Linked DNA regions of Pan troglodytes: region 2 is linked to region 1. Evidence: chromatin contacts called from public Hi-C data. All regions are on one chromosome and are shown on one strand. The core of a region is the stretch at or near the end of the contact, and the rest is flanking DNA. Distances in the headings are between cores, read along the strand shown. Region 1 holds the start of VPS36 (vacuolar protein sorting 36 homolog). Region 2 holds the start of SUGT1 (SGT1 homolog, MIS12 kinetochore complex assembly cochaperone).

What was found. A called contact is a pair of places that touch in the nucleus more often than the background predicts.
Region 2: a contact with region 1 is called in a Hi-C map of stem cell-derived neural progenitor cells, with 4 times the contacts expected there. The contact joins the promoter of SUGT1 here to the promoter of VPS36 in region 1. A contact is called at or near these places in 1 of 7 Hi-C or Micro-C datasets (stem cell-derived neural progenitor cells) and 1 of 1 datasets of contacts at active chromatin or transcription factors (stem cell-derived excitatory neurons).

Annotation. Positions count from the first base shown.
Region 1 is chr14:57,852,414-57,857,889 of NHGRI_mPanTro3-v2.0_pri, reverse strand. It overlaps VPS36 (vacuolar protein sorting 36 homolog), which reads right to left and starts at 3,248. Exons shown (of 14, transcript XM_509796.8): 1 at 2,981-3,248. The coding sequence starts at 3,076.
Region 2 is chr14:58,142,919-58,148,394 of NHGRI_mPanTro3-v2.0_pri, reverse strand. It overlaps SUGT1 (SGT1 homolog, MIS12 kinetochore complex assembly cochaperone), which reads right to left and starts at 3,159. Exons shown (of 14, transcript XM_063792162.1): 1 at 3,002-3,159; 2 at 2,593-2,709; 3 at 2,448-2,505. The coding sequence starts at 2,630.

The DNA of each region.
Region 1 (5,476 bases), core at 1,999-4,498:
ATCTAGTCATAATGAGCCCATGAAAACTGTGCCTGTATAAACAAGCGAGTCTGCATGTATTCATAAGAGGCACTTGGGCGGTGGGAAGAGCAGTCCATTGGATCTGGTTTGCAATTCTAGCTCCACCAGTTACTAGTTGTGTGACCTTAGACAGCTCACAGTTTTCTCAGCTATCACCTGTGGGGTCTCAGTTCCCCGTCTTTGGGAAGATTAGCGGTATTAAACATCATATCAAGGGTGACACCGGTGACTGCTACATTATGAAGTCATTTTTTTTTTTTTTTTTTTGAGACAGAATCTCGCTCTGTTGCCTAGGCTGGAGTGCAGTGGCACAATCTCGGTTCACTGTAGCTCCATGAACAAAGCACAGGCTTTGAGTCTGATCAACAGAGATTTAAATCTTCTCTCTGTGGATCTTAGGCAAGTCACTGTATCTCTTGGCGTTACTTTCTCATTCAGTAAAATACCTCATATTCTGATGAGAGGATTAAATGAGATGATATATACAGCTCTTGGCTCCTAGTAGGTACTTTAATTATTCGGGTTTAAAAAAAATGTGTTTCACACCCACAACCAGCTAGGAGATACAAGGATGAGCAAGGCACACCTTCTGTGCTCCAGAAACATCAGACTAGTCTAGAAGACAGCCATGCACACGCTTGCCCAGGGAATGGGTTGGGATGCAAAACTATGAAGATTAAGCAATCTGGACTGCAGTCCCTAGGCCAAAGGAGCCAGTGAGGCATCCTAAAAGGGAGACTAATTTCACCAGATTTGGGGGCTAATGTGTGTAACCTTGTAAAGTCTCTAGCACCACAGGAGGTCTGGAAACCTTCCAAAAGATGAAGGAAGCCAGGATACCGCACCTTCCCCCAGGAGTCAGCCTGTGCCCCATTCAGCCTAGGGACCGCAAGGCAGCTCAGCAAGTCACTAAGTCCAGCTTTGGGGCACAGTGGTAAGGAGACTCCTCTTAGAGCTCCACTCCAATTTCAAGCTTTTAGAAGAGTTAATTCTGGACTAGATCACAGGGTCTAAAGCAATGTTTTCCCCATGATTTGTTTCTTAAACCTCTGACATCTATATACTTGTCTGCTAATACAAGCAGCAAAAATTTTAAAGTAAAAATTAAAACTTCAACAATGTATCTTTCATATAAAACTACTAATGGTTGTTATTTTACACTGTTTTAAATCTATCACAGCTATACTGCCTGCCAGCAAAGGTGTTCCTAGTCTTCAAATTGGAGTTCCATAGAACAGTATCATGCCATGCTCTGCAAAAGCATGACTTCCTAGTGCTCCCTCAGGGAGTGGCACTGGAGGAGTCTCTGAGGACAGATCTAACACTGTCAACATTCGGTTCCTCTCAAAGGGGAGGCAAAATCAAAACGCCGAGGAAGGGGAGGTGGATTAACCTTCCCATTTTAAATAGTCACAAAGATGTAAATTGGTAAGAAAGGAGAAAAAAATAGCTTGTCACTCCAATCCGGGGATGGAAGACTCATCTTGAGATCAAGATAGTTAAAGTGCCAAGGCAGGCTGGGCACAGTGGCTCAAGAGCCTGTAATCCCAGCTGTTTGGGAGGCCCAGGCGGGCGGATCATTTGAGGTCAGGAGTTAGAGACCAGCCTGGCCAATGTGGTGAAACCCCGTCTCTACTAAATATGCAAAAATTAGCCGGGCATGGTTGCAGGCGCCTGTAATCCCAGTTACTCAGGAGGCTGAGGCAGGAGAATCGCTTGAATCTGGGAGGCGGAGGTTGCAGTGAGCCCAGATCGCGCCACTGCACTCCAGCCTGGCGATAGAGCGAGACTCTGTCTCAAAATTAATTAATTAATTAATTAAATTAAGAAGTGCTAAGGCAGTAAGTGAAGTTAGGTCCAAGCAAATTATTTAAGGAAAAGACCTTTACTCAATAATACAGGCAACACAGCCCATAGAAAATGCCCTAAGAGAGTCAGAGGACCTGGGTCCAATGTCACCTGTGCCTCTAAATAGCTGTAAGCACTTACCGGGAAAAGCTGAGTTGAGGAACTTATATCAAAGTACAGCGGAAAGTGTCGTTAATAAAACGGCAAGGGAAGAGAGGTAGCAAATTAAAACTTCTGGAAATCAAAAATGCTTGTGGGTAAATGAGTTTTAAAATTTTTCTAATTCCAGTTTATCCATTTCAATCCAGGACAAGATATTTCATAGTTTCAACAAAGTATCTACAAAATATTTACTTACACTTCCTATTTCTCCTCTCGATTTGCAAACGCACCTTCTAAGATTTATGCTTGCACTACAAGGCACGGTCTACTATTAATATAACACTTTACAAAACACGCTCAGAACGCCTTTCTAAAGCAATTAGAAAACAAAACAAAAACCCAATAGCCTTTGGCAAGGGCATTCCAATGAAGCACTGATACCTCTTTAGGAAATCCTTTCGAAGCAATCCCTCACCCCTCTGCCCAGATATGCTAATCCCTCCGACTGCACAAGGTCCAAGCTAAAGCTTCCGCTGGGGCACGGACTGTACGGCCACCGCGCCCTCCTCACAGAAAGGCGGAACGGGGCTGTCCGGTGCCGACGCCGAGGTTGGTGTCGTCAGGGGGTCTGGAACCACGCCAAGGAAGTCGACTGCCCGATCTCCGCCCGGCGCCCGCAGACGGCGAGCGCTCCTTCTCCCGGGCATTGCAGCTGTGCGCTCCCGGAAGCATTCCGGGCGGAGGGAAGCGGCCGCGATCCGCGCCTGCTGGGAACCGTGCCAAAGTTGGGACCCGCGCTGGGGAGGCAGCCGAGCGCCCCACGCCGCGTGCTACCGACCGGCGGGGAGCGCAAGAGCGCTGCACCCCGCACAGAGGCCTGCCGGGCCGCCGAGGGCCGTGAGCTAGGCCGGGGACCGGGCCGCGCCGACCCGGGCCGCGCTGAGCCGGGCCGCGCGCCCACCGGGGGTCCCTTCCGCCAGCCCGTTGGGAAGGTTGGCAGACCCCCTACCTTCTCCTCGCCATCGTAGATTCGCACCCCGCGCTGCTGGATCACCAGGGTCTCGTTGATCTCCAGGAGGCCGCTGGTCCAAACGAAGCGGTCCATGGCCGCTGCCACCCAGCCCCGGCCCTCCGAGGCCGCGAGCAGCGCGCCAGGCAGCCTGCGGCGCCCCCTGGCGTCGGACGGGACGGAAGCGAGTCGGGGCGGGTGAGGGACGGAGGGAGCGGCCTGGCAGCGAGCGGGCGCGGCCGCGAGGTGCGCCCGGGGACGTGGAGACGTACGTGGAGCGCCCCCTGGCGGTCCATTAGCCGCCGGCCTTTTAGAACCCTTGATCAGCAGGCGGTCCACCCCATTCTAAATTCAGAGCTTACAGGGACGCGAGGGAGCCCCGACCACAGCTTGGACTTGCTTATTGTGCATTATGCCTGCATGTTTGTGGCAGTTTTCTTGTCAGTGCCCAGAATGTTGCCACATTCGCTAATGATTGTAAATAATCATAACCCCTCTCTTTCAAATGAATATTTATGGCACGCATTGTTTCTGTACAGCTGCAGTCAGTATTACCTGTGCTGCTCTTTTTTTCCCTTTAAGATTATATTGTAACACAAAGGATAAATGCTTGAGGTAACGGATACCTCATTTACCCTGATGTGATTATTATACAGTGTATGCCTGTATCAAAATATCCCATATACCCCAGAAATATATACACCTATGTACCCACACAAATTAATTTTTTTTAACTGGGGGAAACAGATTTTATTTAACCGGGCTTGATGCGCGCGCCTGTATTCCCAGCTGCTTCCGAAGCTGAGGCGGGAGGATTGCTTGAACCCAGGAGTTTGACACCAGTGGGCGACATAGAAAGACCCTTTCCCCCTCCACCCCAACTCCCCCACGCCACTCCACGCCCCCACCCCCAGGCTCAGAAAAAAAAGATTATTTTTATTTAGGCATTTTCAATATTAATACAGACCTCATGCGTGAATTTACATTTCAATATGTAGTTCCTCTATAATTTAGCTGTTTGTTGGTCTGCGCAAAGCCATCCATGGCCGCTGCTCTCACCCACCAGGCGGCCTCGTGCCCCTAGCCATTTCATTTTTGTATTTTGCTTTATAAATGGAACACCTGGCCGGGCGCGGTGGCTCACGTTTGTAATCCCAGCACTTTGGGAGGACAAGGCGGGCGGATCACAAGTCAGGAGTTCGATACCAGCCTGGCTAACATAGAGAAACCCTGTCTCTACTAAAAATACAAAAAATTAGCCCGGCGTGGTGGCGGGTGCCTGTAATCCCAGCTACTCGGGAAGCTGAGGCAAGAGAATCGCTTGAACCCTGGAGGTGGAGGTTGCAGTGAGCCGAGATCGCACCATTGCACTCCAGTCTGAGCGACAGAACGAGACTCTGCTTCAAAAATAATAATAATAAATAATAAATAAATAAATGGAGCACCTTATAGATGTCCTTCTACAACTGATACATATTTTTCTCTTTAGGATTATTTTCTTACAGTGTCTTCCTAAAATAGAATGACTGCTTTAAAGGTTGTGAACACATTTTAGAGAGCCTACCACTTATTGGGGTCTTAACTAAGGCTGCGTGCCCACGTGGGCAGAGGGGCACAGGGGCAGAGGGACAGAAGGCAGGCTTGCTCTCTGCCCCCAGGGCTCCACATTTCCCCCAGTCGTGGAGTCAGTGGTCTGTGGCTAGGCTTTAAAAGAAAGGAAAGGCTCTTTCCAATGAATATAAGCCATCTCTCCCCCGAAATGAATTGCTACTTTTACCGTGTTCCAAAATCCTGTGTGTATTTTGGTCTATTTCTAAACAGTGTCTTCTGTATTTCGTATTTTTCAATTTCCATCATGACCATATACCCAATAACCAAAAGTTCTTTGAAAACATTTGATTTGCTCTAATATGCTATCAATATATATCACAATTTACCATCATTGCCTGATTTTTGAGCATTTGATTGTTTACCAACTTTTTAGTCTTTTTTAATTGAAAGTAACGTGACCTAAGCGTCCTAATCAGATGTGGAACTGTGCAGTTTTGCCTGGGCTTTGCAATTATCAACATGTTAGGCAGTGAGGACATTTGCAAGGTATGTTTTCTGCCCTTGAGGGATGTACAGTCTGTAGGACACAAATAGAAGCCTGGCATATGATAGCTGCTGGGATAGACAACCGTATAAGGGTTTCCTGTATCCAGGCTGGAGCAAGGAGAAACGTCATGTGGCTTATATATGGCAATAAATGAATAGACAAAAGGTTTTAATTTTTATGAAGTCCAGTGTATTTTTTTCTTTCATAGTTCATGGAATTTGCCTATTTAAGAAATCTTTTTTCCACAAACCAGAGATTGATACTGATTATGAAATCTTTGCCTAACACAAAGTCACTAAGATTTTCTCCTATAATTTCTTCTAGAAGCTTCATAGTTTTGGTTCTTACATTTAGGTCTATGCTTTTTTTTTTTTTTTTTTTTTTTTTTGAGACAGAGT
Region 2 (5,476 bases), core at 1,910-4,409, 290 kb before region 1:
TCACTGCCCTACATGCAGATATTCATCTTTGACCCGGTCTGCACTACCATGTTCCTGCTATCCACTATCCCTTGTGCCTCCTCCAATTCGCTATCTACTCTGCTTTTAAAGTAGGTTTTGTAATTCAGAAAATTTCATTTTCCTTCCTCCAAATTCTTGACGGATCTCCATAATCATATGATAAAACTGAAAACCCTGTGCTGGGATTTAATGCCTTTGATGGCCCGGCCTCACTGTCGCCTGGGCTGGAGTGCAATGGCGCGATCTCAGCTCACTGTAACCTCCACCTCCAGGGTTCAAGTGATTCTCCTGCCTCAGCCTCGCAGGTAGCTGATTACGGCTGCCCACCACCATGCCCGGCTAATTTTTTGTATTTTTAATAGAGACGGGGTTTCACCATGTTGGCCAGGCTGGTCTCGAATTCCTGACCTCGTGATCCGCCCGCCTCGGCCTCCCAGAGTGATGGGACTATAGGCGTGAGCCACCGCGCCCGGCTGCACTTCTAATGAATTGCCAGGTGATGCTGATAATGCTGGTCCAAGAGCCATACATTAAAAACCAAGGTACTAATACTAGCCACATGACTATCCTAGGCAATTCTTCTCCTAGGTACATACAACCAAAAGAAATGCATGTGTTCACCAAAATACATGTACAAGAGTATTCACAGAAGCTTTATGTTAGCTAATAACTGGAAATAACCCAGATGTCCACTGTTAGAATAAATTGCGCCGTACTTACGGCTATACAACATATATTTATACAATGGAATATTACACAGCAATGCGAAAGAACTACTACTTCACACAATATGAATGTATACTTATGTAATCATTAAAGCAAAAACAGAGTGTCTACATTCAATAAAGCACCTACTGTATGATTCTGTTTATGAGTCAAGAACAAACAAAACTAACTGATGGTGATGGAGGTCAAAACAGGAGTCAGCAGGACAGTAAGAAGAATTACTGGCTGAGAAGAAGCATTATGAATGGAGATACTCTGTATCTTAATCTGGTGGTGTAAACATGTGAAAACTCATCAAACTATAGACTTAAAATCTGTGTTATTTACATAAATCATATATGCCTCCATAAAAATTTTTAAAGTAAAAGAAGATGGAAAGTGACAGTAAAATTCATTATGTTAATACTGTTTAAAAGCAACTTTTATATAAACTGGATTCCCAAAGGAAGCACTAGGTCTAACACGACAATAACAAATGTCAATTAAAAGTAATAGCTGTCTAGCTAATACAAGAAATTATGGAGAAAAATTCTCAGTGCTTCCTGTAACATTATACCCAAACTCATCCCAGAAGCCTTACTCCCAGTATCTAAAGGTCTGTATATTTAGGTGTAAAAAACATACCTGGACCCTAAAAGGCCTTATAGGACCTGGCTCCTAGTTTCCTGTCCAACCTCTCTTAATCAAATGGGCCCTCTAATAAAAAGGGCCTTTTTGTTGCTTCACATACAGGCCAACTTCATTCCTACCTCAGGATCTGCACTGGCTCTTGGTCCTGCCTGGAATATTCTTTCCCCAGAGCTTCCAAGTTAATTCCCTTGTTCCTTCAAATCTCCACTCAAAGATCTCCTCAACGGAGGCTCTAGTACCATGTGGCACATTTCTTATAAAACTCATAGCTAGAAAAGACGCTGTCTTGCCTCAAATTGTTAAACGTAACAGCAAAACAGGTTTCCTCTTTTCTGTGATTTAACGCAAAAACAAACAAAAACTCCTGGCTAAATTCTGTGACCCGCAGCATCATTTATCTTTAGGTTCTCCTTTAATTCTTATTACTTAACTCTTGATCTTTTACATTCCTTTACAGCTTTACGGTTTGTCTTCATTGCACACCTCCAAAAAGTGAGTTCTAGGTTAGCTGAGTATATAACCAAGACTTTAACCCACAGCAATCAGCGCCTTTGCACACAGCCACTCCAAAAAAAATTTTGATGAATATACAAATGAGTGAATAATGAATTGTGATAAGACATCTGGAAAGTTTCAGGGACGTGAGGGAAAAGGGTTTTGCTCCAGTAGACTAACTTCCTACCGACACTTTTACATAAGAATGGCAAGAATTATTGTCAAACGAAAAAATTAACTTCATCGAGCCCAGAGTCCACTTCTCTAATCATAAATGTCATTTTTAAAAAAATCCTTTCAGCCAAACTACAAATGCCAACCATGCTCCCAAGAAATAGAGGAGGTTTTTCTCAGGAGCTGTAGGGAGTGGAAAGGGCAAGACAGGAGTCTGGGGTAACGCGGCTACCGTGTAACAGAGAAAAGAGACCGAGAATCTCAATACCGGAGCTGAGACGCAGCATCAACAGGAGCCTGGGTCCCTGTCCGGCGGTGCGGGGAGAAGGCGGGTCAGCGGGGACCCGAAGTGGCCCAGCTCCCCTAAGAAGAGTGGAGGAAGCAGAAATGGGCTCTCTCACCTCTAACGCCGCCTGGGGGTCCTCGTCGATTAGGGCATCCGAGAAGCTCTGGAAAAACCTGTCAGGAAAACAACGACTTCAGCAGGGCTCACTAGCCAAGGAAAGGGGGATAAAATAAATAGCAAAGGGAAAGAAAAACATGCACCTCTGGGATGTTGCAGTTCCTGCTGCAGCCGCCGCCATCCCTCGTAGTCGCTGTTGCTGCCGCCGGAGCTGCTACTATTACGGTTACCACCTCCACGGCCGCCCAAGGGGGAAACTTCTGGAGAAACACCAACCGAGCTTCCGTCCTAAATAGCCAGCGAGCAGCCACGCAGCGCGCTGCTAGGGGGACGGGAGGCGACACGCCGGCGCGGGGCCGGCTGGGACAGTGGAGGACCGATTCCTCCCAGCCCCACCCCGGCCCAGGACCCGCGCTCCCAGTCCCCGCCCCTCGCAGCCATGGTTACGGAGGCCTGGGGCGTACACGTTCTCCCTCCCTTCCACCGCGCCCACGCCAGCGGGCCCTCCCACGGAGCTTTCAGTAGTAGTTTAGAAGCAGTTTTGTAACGTACTGTCATCCCTAAGGAACGTGTGGCGGTTAGGGGCGTTTGTATGTCTGTTAATAACGCAAGCTACTTCGAGCTCCCATTTTCCCTAGTTTTTATCATGGCTGCCACAGGTAGCCAAGCCCTTTCGCCTCCATTACGTCTTCCGCGGCTGCGTGGTCTCTTCCGGGAGCAGAGGCCCGGATGACGCGTGGATCCCCGCGATCTTTGGGCTGGGAATTCTAAACGGCTGGGACTTGCCGGAAGTCATTCTGCTCTAATAGCGGCAAAAAGCCTTCTGGTTCCTGGGGCGACGCGCCCGGCGGCCGTACTATTCACTTCCCCAGAACGCTACAGCCCAGGCTTTCTTCTTAGTGGGCTTCCCAGACCAAGAAGGGAAACCTTTCATCCGAAGGTACTGAGGGGAGGAAGGTGGCCTGAAGTTATCTCAGTGCCGCTTTGTTTCCCACCCCAGTCGGTCAGCCCTTCCTCAGCGCCCTTTAACCCTTGCAGATCGGATGGAGAAAGCTGCCAGCACGTTCTAGGGATGGGGGCAGATTGAGGAGCGGGAGGGAGTAGTCTTTGTCTAACTTTATACCAGTACCAAACTATGTTAATTTAATGTAGTTTTATAATAAATCTTTAAGTCCTGTAACTTATTCTCCCAAGATTGTTTTGGCTTATTCTACGGCCTTTGTATTTCTAGGTGAATTTTGGAATTAGCTTGTTAAAAAGGGGGGGGGGATTTTTTATTGGGCTCGCATTGAATCTATAGATCTGTTTGGGAAAACTAGTATCTTAACAACAAGTCCTTCAATCCATGAATATCATTCTTCCCCCACCATTTATTTAAGTGGTCTTTAATTTCTCCTGGCAATATTTTGTAGATTGCACATATATCTATATTTTAATGCAGCTGTGCTTGGATAGATTGCAGTATAGAGATCATATATATCTTTCATTAGATTTATTCTTGAGTAGTGTTTTGTATACAATGTTAAATGGCATTTTGACTTTTTTATATTCTACTCGTAAGAATAAACAATATTGATTTTAACATACTGACCTTATATGCAAGCATCTTGCTAAGTTCCCTTGTTATTTGTAATACTCTGTAGATTCTTTCGGAATTTCTGTGATCAAAATCTTGCAATCCACGAATAAAGATGGTTTAACTTCTCTGTAACCTTTATACCTTTTATTTTTATTTATTTTTGCCTTTTGTTGCTGGCTAGTGTTTCCACTATTGAATAAAAACAGTGATAATGGACTTCCTTGTCTTGGTCATAACATCAGGAGGAAAGCATTGAATATCAACTGCTTTTTCTGCCTTTATTGAAATGTTCATTTGTATTTTTTAATGTTACTGTGAATTACCTTGGTTAATTTTCAAATGTTATCTAAATGGCCAATTGTCCTTCTGGACCCCACTGACTCCAGTTGGGATGGCACTGTAAGAAGAGAGGCAGAGTCAGTGAAGGAGACAAGGTTTATTCAGGATTTACATACAAGGGTGGTCCGGTGGTGGAGGGCTGACCTGGAGAACTGCTACCATTTGTAAAAAGCACGTAGTCTATATAGCATTTTCACTTAGCACTCTCCTTCTAGCAACCTCCATTTAACCCCAAACAAAGGGCCTTGATCTGTACAGCGTAAGATACGGGCCAGGGATGTGGATGTCCTTCATAGATAAGGAGTGAATCTCTGGGTTGGCTACTCCTGGATTCCTTAGCCCAGGACTCCAAACGTAAGTTCTTAAACCATAGGGTTAGTCTCAGGTATGCTCCAGTTATGGCTCAGCCATACACTAATGTGTGTACACCAGCCTCTGCCATGCACCAATACACATATATGTATGGCCTCTGAAAGGGTGAATTCCAAGACCGACCTATGGGCCCAACATGAAAAGAAGTTCTATATATTATGGACATTGAAATCAATGAGATACCAAAACTACCACCAGAATGGCTTAAATTAAAAGGACTTCCAATACCAAGCATTGACAAGGATATGTAGCAACTGTATCTTTCATATATTGTTGGTGAGAGTTTAATCATTTTGGAAAACTGTGGTACCATATGTCTGTTCTTGCATTGCTATAAATAACTGAGACTAGGTAATTTATAAAGAAAAAATGTTTAATTCACTCATGGTTTTGCAGACTGTACAAGAAGCATAGCAGTTTCTACTTTTGCAGAGGCCTCAGGAAGCTTCCAATCACCGCACAAGGCAAAGGTAGAGCAGCCATCTTACATGGCAGGAGCAAGTAGGGTGGGGGTAGGTGCTACACATTTTTAAACAACCAGATCTCACAAGAATTCACTGTTGCAAGGACAGTACCAAGAGAGGTGGTACTTAACCATTCATGAGAAACCCACCCCTATGATCCAGTTACCTCCCACCAGGCCCCACCTCCGACATTGGGGATTGCAATTTGACATGTGATTTGGGTGGGGACACATATCCAAACTATATCAGACACTATCTACTAAAGCTAGTTAT